Linked DNA regions of Ovis aries: region 2 is linked to region 1. A link is a contact called in public Hi-C data. All regions are on one chromosome and are shown on one strand. The core of a region is the stretch at or near the end of the contact, and the rest is flanking DNA. Distances in the headings are between cores, read along the strand shown.

The links. A called contact is a pair of places that touch in the nucleus more often than the background predicts.
Region 2: a contact with region 1 is called in a Hi-C map of hypothalamus, with 4 times the contacts expected there. The contact joins two enhancer-like sites. A contact is called at or near these places in 7 of 16 Hi-C or Micro-C datasets (blood, hypothalamus, liver and 3 more).

What each region holds. Positions count from the first base shown.
Region 1 is chr3:80,084,829-80,091,961 of ARS-UI_Ramb_v3.0, forward strand. It overlaps PPM1B (protein phosphatase, Mg2+/Mn2+ dependent 1B), which reads right to left. Exons shown (of 5, transcript XM_042246234.2): 2 at 1,993-2,110. The coding sequence starts at 2,095. Among named protein-coding and RNA genes, the nearest start is that of SLC3A1, 52 kb to the left of the region's middle. Within about 2 kb of position 5,438, at least 7 of the 54 cell types and tissues checked have an H3K27ac peak or open chromatin away from gene starts, as enhancers often do. A contact at or near this core is called in hypothalamus, where this site is marked.
Region 2 is chr3:80,232,495-80,239,101 of ARS-UI_Ramb_v3.0, forward strand. No RefSeq gene overlaps it. Among named protein-coding and RNA genes, the nearest start is that of LRPPRC, 69 kb to the right of the region's middle. Within about 2 kb of position 2,032, at least 31 of the 54 cell types and tissues checked have an H3K27ac peak or open chromatin away from gene starts, as enhancers often do. A contact at or near this core is called in hypothalamus, where this site is marked.

The DNA of each region.
Region 1 (7,133 bases), core at 4,188-6,687:
ATTACATGACTTTAAACCCTAACAGAAATATAGAGCTCTTGAAGAACAACTGCTTATAAAAAAGAAGTTAGGTACCGAGGCATACTGATCTGTAGTGGCTGCTTTTTCAAGGATTTTAAAGAGTTTTTTGATTGAGTGATTATAATCAAGTGTCTGCCACAGGGCCCATGATCACATTATATTAATACATATTTGTTATCTCTGCCATATAACATATTTTGGATAGTTTAAAACCATACAAAATAAAATTAATATTAAATGTTAACAACCCACATTGAGCTGAACTGACCACACATTTAAGAAATTAAAATTTAGCTGTTACGGAAGAGTTAATAAAAGCTACAGTCTGCTGAGGACTTGTGTGCTAGGCACATTACCAAGTACTTAACAAAGTTATCTCATTTATTTAAAACAAACTGTATGGTTGGTATTTTTACCTTTAGTTCACAATAAAGAAACTGAAGCCTTAAGAGAGATTAGACAAGTTGGTCAAGATCATATTGGAGAAGGCAATGGCAACCCACTCCAGTGTTCTTGCCTGGAGAATCCCAGGGATGGGGGAGCCTGGTGGGCTGCCGTCTATGGGGTCGCACAGAGTCAGACACGACTGAAGCGACTTAGCAGCAGCAGCAGCAGCAGCAAGATCATATAACATGTAATTGACCAAATTTTAGAGTTCTTCCCCAAATGAAAACTATCTAGCTTCTTTTTTGTCAACAAGGAAATAGGACAATAAGAAACTCTTCCTCATCTTCTGACAAATTTGAACCAGCAACCTTCCACCCCAATACACTCGACCTTTCAGAAAATGTATGTTACTAAAAACTCCTATAAACAGCTCCTCTTAATAATTAAGACATTATCAACAGGAATAAAGGCTTCTGACACGGTCTTCCAAGTGTTTTCACATGTTCCTTATCTCTCCATTACGCTGAAAACACAACTCCACTGACAGTTCAGGGTTGAAGAAATTGCAGACCAACAACAACAAAACCCTCATGGCACCTTTGTTTAGATGTGCAGACAACCGTAAAGCTAGCAAAGATAAATCAGCCCCTCGCCACCAAATCTGCAAAAGAATGTAGTTTTCTTCTGGTGATTACACATTTGAAATCACCAATCTTTGCATTTCAAAACTTTTACCAATTACTACGGCTACTATAGATCTAAAACATGACTCATAAATAGGCCAAATTCAACAAGCTGACCACACCATAATCATTGTATCATTTAAATTTACTACTGAAAAGTAATAATGATCAAGCCATAAAGGTGTTAGGAAAAAATATAGGTCAATATGTAACCCTGGACTTGCTACTCAATATTATGCAACAACTTAAAATGGGAAAAGAATTGAAAAAGAATAGACATGTATAACATGTATAAGTGAATCACTCTGCTGTATATCTGAAACTATCACAACATTGTTAATCAACTTTACTCCAATATAAAAACAGTTTAAAAAATATAAAGTAAAATCTTGTATTTTTTTTTTTTAATGTAACCCTGAATTGAGGAAAGAACTTTGTAAGAATGACATTGAGGCAAAATAAGTAAGACTGACATGTATAACGTCATACAAAATAATTTTATATCTGAAAAGTAGCACATATAAAACTAAAGTATTAAACCAGCAATCCTGCCATAGACTCTAAAATGTATTCTCTATCAGGGTAACCACTAAATGAATATTTCCAAGAATGTATAACTAATGAGCAAATGCAGGGATTAACTTAAATAGAAAATACTGATTAACCCAAAAGGGAAGAAAAAAGGGAAAATAATAGATGGAACATATGTAAACAAAAGATTCAAACCCAAACAATTAGCAAATTAGGTTGAAGTTAAGGAGACTAGCTTTCCCCTCTCTCATTCCTGAATAATGGATTTTTAGTCCAAAATCTATAGGAAATTTTAAAAGAATTATTTGACAAACAAGGAATAATACTTTTGCTTTTCTTCTAAATTTAAAAAAAAAAGCATCTTTCTTACCTTCCACCCGTGATTCCAAGTACTTATCCAACTCTGAGTCTTTTCTCATTGCTTCATCTGAGACCTTGGGGGCATTTGAAAAGCAAACTAGTACAATACTCATGTTATCTCGACTTCCCTGTATATTAAAAAAAAAGAAAATAAAAATTATACTTCTAAAGTCTACCAACTATTATTTACTTTAAGCAATTATTTAATCATCCAGAATGTACACCTTCAACGCACTCATTTTCAAACAACTATTTGAAGCACACCCTGAAGAAACAAGGACTCTTAGGTGTGGTAGATCGTAATTATTTTATGATTTCTGAATCTATGCACCTCCTCTTATCTGTCTACTGTACTACTTGAGAAATGAAGATATCTTCATACATATTAAATCTTCTAAAAACTTTGTTTCCCACTCAACACTGCATATTCCGAAAGCGACTTAAGCCCAAAATGCATCCTCCCAAAGAAAATATGCATTTTTCCCCCTAGCTAATTAATCTGCATTGGAGCAATGCTACTGAAACTCTACTAAATTGACATGGATGAAAACTGTGGATCACTAGGATACCCAAGACACTAAACTAAACAAGCAGAGAAAAAAGTTAAACTGGAAACTGTTCTGAGGGTATAGTATCATAGTATAGTCAGATGAAATAACTTCTGAAGAAATGACATCAGACAGTGTCAGGATTTGGAGAGAGCAGCTAAAACTACTAATTGAAGGACAAATTTTACTGCTGCCTTTTTAATCACACCATCACAAAAGATCTGTATCAAAAAGGAAACATGGGATATACACTACTCTATTACCACAAGACTATAAGCAATAAAGTTAAAACAGTTTCTTAAAGGTATATTACTTTTACTGAGTTTCTTAAAACCGAATGAAACTGTTCTTAGAATAGTGATCTTCTTTTAACTTTTTTTTTTTTCTATTTACCTCTCTAAAACATTAAGTCAATGGAGGTGGGATTTGCCAACCCAAGTGAAGAGAGCCAACAACACACCCATGCTGCTCTTTGCAGTCATCGTGGCCAGAATCTGGGTGAGCGCTCTTTGGTTAAGACTTGCCACCTTCTGGGGACCCACATGACACAGTCAAACACAGGCAGGCCTTGAAAAACTGCTAAACCTCAATGCAGCAAAGTTTGAAGGCAGTATAGGTTGAGTCTTAAGAAGACTTCGAAAACAGTAATTCTCTGTAAAAATTCTTATGCTTTAATAGAAAGAATCATCATGAATATATCATTCAATTCTTAATATCTGGGGGGAAAAAAGAATCAGGATTTCCAACTGGCCCAGATGAATTTTATTACTTAATGAAACCCACCAAAACTTTCATAATGACCTAGTATACACTGGCGGACACTTCCAGATGGTCCAGTGGTTAAGATTCTGTGCTTCCAATGCAGGGGATACGGATTCGATCCCTGGTTGGAAAACTAAGATCCACATGCCATGTGGTGTGGCAAAACAACAACAACAACAACAACAACTACATTGGCTATATGAATATATATATCATCATGCACACACACACACACACATATATATGAAGATATACATACACATATCCCACATATACACCCTACAATTCCAAACAGCAATACATCCCATAGGAATAGGAATCGGGTTTTACCATGTAAATTCAGGTCAGGAAAACTCTTTATACCATAGATATTCAAGAATCAAGCATCACATGAATACCAATGACTTTTTAAAGCAATTTTATGAATAAACAGAATTAACACCTTACATTTTTAGAAATCCAGTTTCTTCTATTCTCTATTTTGTTAATAACAGTATGAGCATTGTTTACCCATTCTTAATCTATCATATATATATAATTTCCATTAGATTTTTATAAGTTATAAAACATACATCCTATTATTTGGAAAATTAACTAAAAGATAATTTCAAAAAGTTTAAGAACCTGAAGATATTTAAAGAAAATAATTTACATAAACATCTCAGCATGTGTGATTTCAACGATGGTAATTCTATTTCTACATAAAGACACTACTGCTGATGCTAAGTCGCTTCAGCCGTGTCCGACTCTGTGTGACCCCACAGACAGCAGCCCACCAGGCTCCCCAGTCCCTGGGATTCTCCAGGCAAGAACACTGGAGTGGGTTGCCATTTCTTCCTCCAATGTATGAAAGTGAAAAATGAAAGTGAAGTCACTCAGTCGTGTTCGACTCTTCGCGACCCCATGGACTGCAGCCTGCCAGGCTCCTCCGTCCATGGAATTTTTCAGGCAAGAGTACTGGAGTGGGGTGCCATTGCCTTCTCCATACATAAAGATGATCTTCCCCTAAATACAAAGTATGGGTGTATTTCATTAATTTTTACATATTAATTTATAACAATTTATATAGCAATTGAAAAAGAGCGTTCCCTTTATGACTCTTTAGTTTTCTAGAGATAAATCATCCTTGCATATTCAGTATATATTTTTTTGTAAAGTCCACAAATGAAATATGCAAAAATCAACTTGAACAAGTAAAGCAATCAGCCAGATGTTTAAAAACTGATGACTTCAGCATCTTCTCATTTTTTAATTTTGACAACAGCACAGCAGCAGCACTTAAAGAAATCAGAACTAGATAATAGATAGTTATGGGTCAAAAGCTTGGCGTGCTGCAGTTCACAGAGCTGCAAAGAACAGACATGACTAAGTGACTGAACAACAGATCAAACTAACCAGTGGCACTGCCGTAAGTATCTACAATTAATCAGAAAATAATCTGATGCTGTTAGTTTTAAAGCTGAATGTTGCATGCTTCTGAAGCCTTCTGGATCAAGTCCTGAACACAGCATATGAAATGGGCTGTGAACAGAATCTTACACTACAAAGTTGTAATTCTTTAAACCAATTTTTTAAAATCTGCCACTCACTGTAGTTATTACATTTACACAGCGCTCAAAACAGCCAATTTTAAGGAATAGCCCAAATTTCCACTTACCCATGAAAGATGAAGGCTATCATTACTTCCTTTCTGAAACACTCAATTCTCCCACCATTCCCTTCTCTTGAAACTATATTTCCCTTTGCACAAATTTACCTCTTCGTTTCATAACTGTCATCAACAGAACTAAAATTTATTGAGGACTGTAAACCAGATACTGTTCATGCACTTGCCAAAAGCTATAGTCTCAGCAACTCCATGAAGAAGATATTACTATCTCTATTTTATAAAATGAAGAAACCCATGCTTTGCACCAAGCAGCAGAGCACAACTCAAAACCAAGCTGTCTGTTTCCAAAGAGCCTATGTTCTAATACTGAAACTGCGGTTCTAAACAGGGTACCAAAAAGCCCCAGGATGCCAAATGTCCTCAGAGATATTCTAAATGAGGCAGGGAAGGACATAGCAATATTCAGTATCTGTGAACACTCCAAACTAGTTTGAGGTAGTTCACACTTTTAACATTAGATAGCGCTATAGTCCTCTCAGTGACATTCTCTTTTCCCAAAGCAGAGGTTCTAGGAGTTACTGTGATTAAAGTCAAGTCCTCCAAGGGTGGCACTATCCAATGATTCCAAGGCTTGAGAAGTTGTGCCATGTCCACCAGGTGCACACGTATCATACTATGTAACTATCGTTTTTAAAAGAATGGAATAAATGTTTTTCCATGTATGTGTAATATTTTGTTAAATATTACTTGTATACTCATTTAAGTTTGGATCTAACCACTTAATACTTATACTGTTAGATATTAATATGGTTAAGTAGCACTACAAAAAAACTTACTGAGATATTCAGACATCAACAAAGTTTCGCAATTTCTACATTACATATACTGTATTTTTACATCCTTATCTTCCATACTTCAAAAAACCCAGCCACACTCCACTCTAATACTATCTATGTCTACTTTTGCATTATTTATGATTATATTTTCTGAAAACTGTAATCAAAAAGCTCCTGAGTTTAGGGTTAAACAACTATTCTAAGGGGTACAGCAGTACATTTTTCCACGTTTTATCAGTGATTTAGATTGATATTGCCTTTGGAAAATGTTATTAATTTCCCCTCAACATAATCCAATTATCAGGCATTATATCTCATGCTTTAAAATAAATAAGCTTCTAACAGGTGGTATATAGATTGATTACAGGAAATAAAATTATATTTTTTAAAAACTTGAACAAATATTGACTTTTATGATTAAGAAAAACAAAGAGCTAGCAGAGTAACATGTATACATGATCCTACTTTTCACACTTCTATTTTTATGAATAAACACAGAGAATTATTTGGAAGAATATACAGCTAACTGTAAACAGTGGCTACCTAAAGTTAATGAGACTGACAAAGAGACATAAAGATTAATAACTTCACTTCAAATATCATTTTGTTTAAATTTTTTTTAATTTTGTAATTACTGAAAAAAGGAAAGGAAGGTCTTAAAAGTTTCCCTTGGAAAAATTTTTTTCATCAAATCTAGTGGGAAACTTTGGTAACATACATGCAAAACTTAACTCAGAAAGCTTAAATTCTAGACTCTGCTTCAAAACTCAAATATCTGACTTATAGCTTCTCTTTTTTAAAAAAGTCTTTTATGACAAACCTCCATTTCCTTACTTACAAATTGGAAATACAAATTTTTACTTTGTTCCCCTCAGAAGGTTACTATGAGGATAAATAAAATGAATGTGATCTATAAAGTTCTTAAAGGCCATGCAAACAGCTATTACATATTCTATTCCACGGGCTTCCCTGGTGGCTCAGACAGTAAACAATCTGCCTTCAATGTAGGAGACCTGGGTTTGATCCCTGGGTTGGGAAGATTCCCTGGAAAAGAGAATGGCAACCCACTCCAGTATTCTTTACCTGGAGAATCCCATAGACAGAGGAGCCTGGTGGGCCACAGTCCACGTGTCACAAAGAGTCAGACACAACTGAAAGACTGACACTTTCACTTTCATTCTATGCACCTGGAAATTAGCATAAATACCAGAAATGCTACTAGCACTGGCAATAAAATGGAAAAGCTGCTTCCTTAGGGACCATTTCCCCCTAGAGTTAATTATCTGAATAGGGTAATACCTGACCAGAATCATCCAACTCTTGTAGCTTCATACTGCTGAATAGCAATTCTGATAAATGACCATCAATAACAACAATAATTCTAGCTACCTGTTAC
Region 2 (6,607 bases), core at 782-3,281, 140 kb after region 1:
GGTTCAAGGGCCAGCTGACTGACTTCATGACTCTGGGCAAATTGTTGCATTGGCCAAAAAGTTCTTTTGGGTTTTCCTGTACCATCTAATGGAAAAACCCAAATGACCTTTTTGGCCAACTCAGTACTTTATCTCTCTATGCATTAGTATCCTCAAGATGTTGTTGTTGTTGTTCAGTTGGTAAGTCAGGTCTGACTCTTTGCAATTCCATGGACTGCAGGTTCCTCTGTCCATGGAATTCTCTGGGCAAGGATACTGGAGTGGCTGGTCATTCCCTTCTCCAAGGGATCTTCCCAAACTAGGGATAGAACGCAAATCTCCTGCATTGCAGGCAGATTCTTTACTGTCTGAGCCACGAGGGAAGCACCACTCTTAAGGAGATGCCAAAGTGGAGGAATGCTTTTCCAAGTCATTTACCTGGCATTCTCCCTTTCTGTTGTTCAGTCTCTTTCAACCCTTCTTTCATTATGTGCTTTCAAAAAGAAAGAAACAAACAAAAACTCCCGATGACTGTAAACTTTACTAGACAAAAGTTTTCTACAGTGGCAGGAACCATATCTTTTCACGTCTTTATAACCTATGTTGCCTGAGTTGTTGACACAGCTCAAGAAACGGTCATTGACTGGAATCGAAGTGTATTTTCCTTCCCTTCCTGCCTTCATGAAAGCCATCTATTTCTCCAGGCCAGCGTGATTACTCTGCTGGATTGCACATTGCTTGAGGGAGAGGGACTTTGCCCTCTCTGGCAGCTGGTTCTTATGTAGCCGCAGCAGGAGCATGTAAAAGGGTCAGATGGGAGGTGGACTGGGAAAAAAAGACACTTAAATTTGGAGGCTCATTTATTTTTAACATTAATCTATAGATTTGCTTTCTTTCCCTTAGCATAAAATGTGTCCACCCTCCTCTTGTAAGGGATTAAGGAATTCTGTTTATTTTACTTCTTAAACAGTCACAAACTCTCAGCTCCTTCCATCCTCTACCCACCAAAGCTGGTAACAAAAGAGCAGAAATCCTAGGGCTTCTGAAGCAAAACCTGCACAGAACTCGGACAGGAGAGTGAGCTAGGCCATTCAGCTCCCCTGTTCTTCACCCTTCCTGACCAGTACCTGGGTAGCAGAATCATAAACAAGGAATAATAAATGGTGCTTTTTATGGGATGAAAAATTTCAGGCTGTGAAATGTGTGATTTATAACGATGAGACATTCAGATGCAATTTCAGGGTGAGGGCCACTGGAGTAGGACCCTCCCAACCCCTCCCTGAGCTTCAAGGCGTCTCCCCACTATGTATCAGGATCCAGACTGCCCAAATCAGCCGTTTTCCTTATTTCTCCAAGTTCCAAAGTCCAAATGCTTTCCTGCTGAGTTATTTTATAAGGAGGAAAGGGAAGTAAAAAGGCAGACTCTGAGGGCTCTCAGCTGGCTCTGGCGATGCCTCGACTCTGTCCCTAGTTAACATCACCCTTGTTCGGCTCCAAAACTACAGTGACCCAGAAACAAGCCCATAGCACAGACCCACGTGCTGCGCTGCTTTCCTATGTTCTAAAGATGAAGTGCCGAGTGTTTACAAATAAATACTCCCCGCAGCAAAAATCTCACTGTCAAGAAGGACATCATCCTTGTCCCTACGCCCACAAGAAGGGCCTTTTGCCAAAACGAATGGGAAATCATTGGCCCAATTAACGTCCTGTGATCTTAGATCTAAAAATGACCGGGAGCCGAGTAAACAAGGTGACGTAAGCTGCTGGGCAGTGAGCGGCTCTCTACTGCCACCTGGAGGACAGCGTCCGAAATGGCGCGGAGGTTCTGAGCTGCGGTGACGAGGTCCTCGGGCGCTGGGGAAGAAACCGAAGAAAAGCCGAGCGAGCAAGGGAGACGCGGGCAGGGGAGGGAAAACACAGAGAGGCCTAAAAAAAGACCGGAAAGAAACTTCTCCGTAACTTCAGGTGAAGGAAAACGAGGTCTGTGTAATCCAGGCCGTAGGACGTTGTGGCGTTGACCCTGCTGGCTTCCTCCTGGGAACATTCCTTTCATAAAAGGACGCAGGCATCATGAACTCGGAAAATTATGGCTAAGAGCTGTTGGGGACAGGATCTCCAACGCTGGAGACCCTTGAAAACACCACCCCCCACACACCACCCCCCCCCCCCACCCCCGCCACACACACCCTCGTTTCTGAAAGGAGAGGCAGAGGCCTGTGCCTTCTGATAACAAAGGGCTGGATTTTCTGGTTTAGTTTGAGCATCACCGCGACTTAAGTGGGGGAGGGATGCAGGAGCAGGGTAACAGTCCTAATTTACTTTCTCTGAGGCTAATGTGAGAATGAGGCTGCCGCGCTTTCACATTATGCAACTCGCATGCTGGGAGATGCCCTAGAAATGTGCTGGGGGCTAGGAGGAGGTCAGCCGTGGCCTTATTATTTGCCTTCTGTGGATGATCCACAAAAGGAAAACGAAGAGTTGGTTGGTTTCAAATTCTTTGTTGAATCTGTTACAACATTGCTTCTGTTTTGTATTTTGCCTTTTCAGCTAGGCAAAGCATGTTGGGATCTTAGCTCCCCTACCAGGGATCGAACCTGCACACCACTGCATTGGGAGGCGAAGTCTTCCTTGGATCGACAGAGAAGTTCCAGGGTTGATTTTTAACTTGATACAAAAACAAAACCAAACCCGCTTTGCTTTTGGCCTACTTGGGTTTTGCTATGCTGTGGGCTTCCTTGGTGGTTCAGCGGTAAAAATTCATTTGCAGTTCCGGAGACGTCAGTTTGATCCCTGGGTGGGGAAGATCCCCTGGAGAAGGAAATGATAACCCACTCCAGTATTCTTGCCTGGTAAATCCCATGGACAGAGGAGCCTGGCAGGTTACAGTCCATGAGGTCGCAAGAGTCAGACACAACTTGGCAACTACACCACCACCACCAAACCACCTCAAATGTGTGTAGAACCAACATACATTTATTTTTCTTGTTCATAGGTCTGCAGGTCAGCCTTGGTCTGATCCCAGGTGGGCTCATCTGGGCTGGCTGAGCTAGGCTGGACTCCAGCCTCAGGGTCTAAGGCAGGTCTGCTCCACTTGATGGAATATCTGGACCCAGGATGAAAGGACAACATCTACTTGAGGCAGGCTCCTCTCCTGGCATAGGGTGGCCAGTTCAGGAGGCCAAGTCAGAACAGACAAACACACTTGCGCCTCTGTGTCCTGCCAGCTAATATTTCACTATAAGGCAAGTCCAACATCACCTGGGGGAGGGGGAGGGGGATAAACTCTGCTCTCGTAAACTGATCCGCACCAGAATTTAACCAGTGAGTCATTGTCTGTTCACTGGAGACACACTCTTATCCTGGGAGAATTACAAAGTGAGGATGACCAAAATCATCCTTACGCAGTAGTGGTGGTTTCCAGCATGAATTCAGTATATTCTAATAGCTTAATTTCCTTTTCATTCACTTCTGTAACTAGCTCTTTGCCTTTCATTTGCTACATTAGGTGTTCATGATGGACAAGGGACACAATCCCCTTGTGCACGTCTTGTCTACTTGTGACGTTATGTTGTTTTGTCTGTCTCATGGTGGGCTTTCCATAAAACTCCCTGTGCCAGAAGGCAAGGACTTAACCTGCGCAAGTATCACCTTCTGGACGTAGAAAACAGACATCTGGCTACCAAGGGGGTGGGTGGGATGGACTGAGAGACTGTTATATACATAATAGTGTATAAAATGGATAACCAGTGAGAACCTACTGTATAGCACAGGGAACTCGACTCAATGCTCTGTGGTGACCTTAATGGAAAGGAAATCCAAGGAAGAGGGGATTGTATGTATGCGTGTGGCTGACTCACTTTGCTGTACAGAAGAAACTAACAGAACATTGTACAGCAACTATACTCTAATAAAAAAAAAAACTTTCCTCTGCATTTCATATGGCTTATATACTCACTTTTATCAGACTTTTCTCAGATACCATTTTTTTTTTTTATCAAGGCCCCAGTTACTGCTGTGTTTGGGCTTCCCCAGTGGCTCAGCAGTAAAGAATCTGCCTGTAGTGCAGGAGAGGCAGGAGACTCAGGTTCCATCTCTGGGTCGGGATGTTCCCCTGGAGGAGGGCATGGCAACCCACTCCACTATTCTTGCCTGGAAAATCCCAAGGACAGAGGAGTCTGGCTACAGCCCATGGGGTCGCAAAGAGTCAGATGTGACTGGGCATGAGCACTGCTATATTTAAAATGGAAATCTTATTCCCATTCTCTGGGTGGTTGACATTAAATAGAAAAAGTTTCCAATTCAGAATAAAATGGTTTGTTTGTTTGTTTGTTTGTTTGTTTAAATTATGACCTATGGAATGAAAACAAGAAGAGATTCTTGGAGAAGGCAGCATGATAGGTGGAGAAGAAGCTGGGTTTCTAGTCCTGATTTGGTCAGTATTGGGATTTGGAAGGTCAGCAGGAACCAACAACCAGATGCCTTTAAATTACTGAGCAGCTTGGACTTTGAATCCTGTGTGCAGTGCCTGATAGGGTTAGATCAGAGTTTTTGAAAAATCTTTGGCCAGCAGTGTGGAATTTGGCAAAGGACGGATTAAAGGAGAAAAATTGGATTGAAGCCGAAGAGATGAGTTAGGATACAGTCCAGTTGAAACGTAATGAGTACACTGACCAGGAATGAGGCCCCGAAGATGGAAAAAGGGGATGAAGAAAGAGGTTTTAGAAGCAGAACTGACAGGAAGGACTTCAAGGCAATTACATGGAAGGAGAAAAGGGAAGTCAAAGGTGGATCCAGGGTCCAGAGTATATCTCACAAAGAGTTAAATACGGTTTCTCAAAATCCTTGTCACATACATGCATAATATGTATGTGTGCATTGGTAGGTTTTGTAGAACTTATTCTTCCCAGGGCTAGTGAAAAAGTTATAAAAAATGGAGTATATCAGTGATTCTCAAACTTAAGTCACTCACATACCTCATTCAGAACTTTTGCCATATTCAAACAATACCTGCATCATTAATTGCTTACTATTATTCTTTAAATGAAGTCACTTTTTAACACATTTACTGGGCTCGTCCTTAAAAATATATAAGTGAAATCATGAGTTTGATTTTTCAGTTATATTTTGTATACATTTGTTTCAATAATAAATACAAAGCCATTAGAAAAAAATTTTTTTTGGCCATTCTGTGAGGCTTGCAGGATCTTAGTTCCCAGGCCAGGGACTGAACCCAGGCCGTTGGTAGTGAGAGCATAGAGTCCTAACTACTGGGCTGTCAGGGAATTCCCGCCTTTAGAAAACTTTGATCTATCTATATACCACCTAATTTTCTTATTTCCCTTGCCATCAGTTGTATGCAGGCTAGATTTAGGGGACCCTTACCTTAGGTGAGAACAGAAGCCATTAAGATTACACATATTTTGCTTTCTTTGCCCTCCTCTTCACTCCCATTCAGATTGTATCAGTGTCCATTCCTGGATGGCAGGTCTGGTCTTTGCATCCATTGTTGGTAAGGCCTGGCTCTGCAAGCAGTAGCCTTTAAGGGATCTGAGCTGGAGAGTGTTATCCAGACAGATGGAAGCTGACCTGGAATGTCGTTTTAACTCAGTGCCTCACTTTCCAAGCTCCTGAAGGCTGCTATAAGAGCAGCAAAGCCAGATGAGCTGGGTCCCCGGTATTCTACAGCCAAGAGGGCAGATGAGACCTTCTGAGGTCCCTTTGCTTCTCCAGCGCTCTTGGTGATGACTTTCTAGGGGCCACACACACAGATCTGAATGGAGAGGGCTGCAACGTGGTCTTCTTTTGCTCGAATTTGATGTATAAACATCTCTGTAGAAGGTTGTCAAGATAAAGTTGAATGAATTCTGCACTAAAGGGTTGGATGACATGAGGCACGTCCCTGTGCCTCTCTGAGCCCACTTCCTCCTGTGTAAAATGTGGGGGTTGGGTTGGTGACCTCAAAAGTGTCTTCTGCTAACATCTTACTGTGTTCAACAGTTCAAGGATAGTTATGTTCGAGTCCTTGCCCCTCCCCCGACCTTAAAAAAAAAAAGGACTATTCAAGCTAATGAGGGCTTCCCAGGTGGCACAGTAGTAAAGATTTCACCTGCCAAGGCAGGAAATGCACGAGACTTGGGTTCCATCCCTGGGTCAGGAGGATGCCCTGGAGAAGGAAATGGCAACCCCCTCCAGTATTCTTGCCTGGAAAACTCCATGGACATGGCGGGCTATAATCCGTGGGGTCAGAAAGAGTTGGACAGGACTGAGCAAACACACACATTTGTTCTAAATATGTAAAACTTATTATAGCCATTGTATGTAAATGTTGTATGTGTAGCTCATTTTACTGCTTCATCCTTGCTTCTGTAGAATAGACTTTTTCTCCTCTCCATGGAGACATTTGGAGACATTTTGACTTGGAAAAAAAAGTCCCAACTGACAATCTTTTCCTGAGGATTTCTACTTCAAAAGATCTTCCTTACTCCAAGATTACAAAAATACATACTCAGTTTATCTTCTGGAATTTTAATGGTTCATTTATTTATTTTTAATTGTAGATCTTTTACATATATTTCACATAAGAGGTGAGAGGGAGATCCACCTTTATTCTCTTTTCAAATAAGTACCT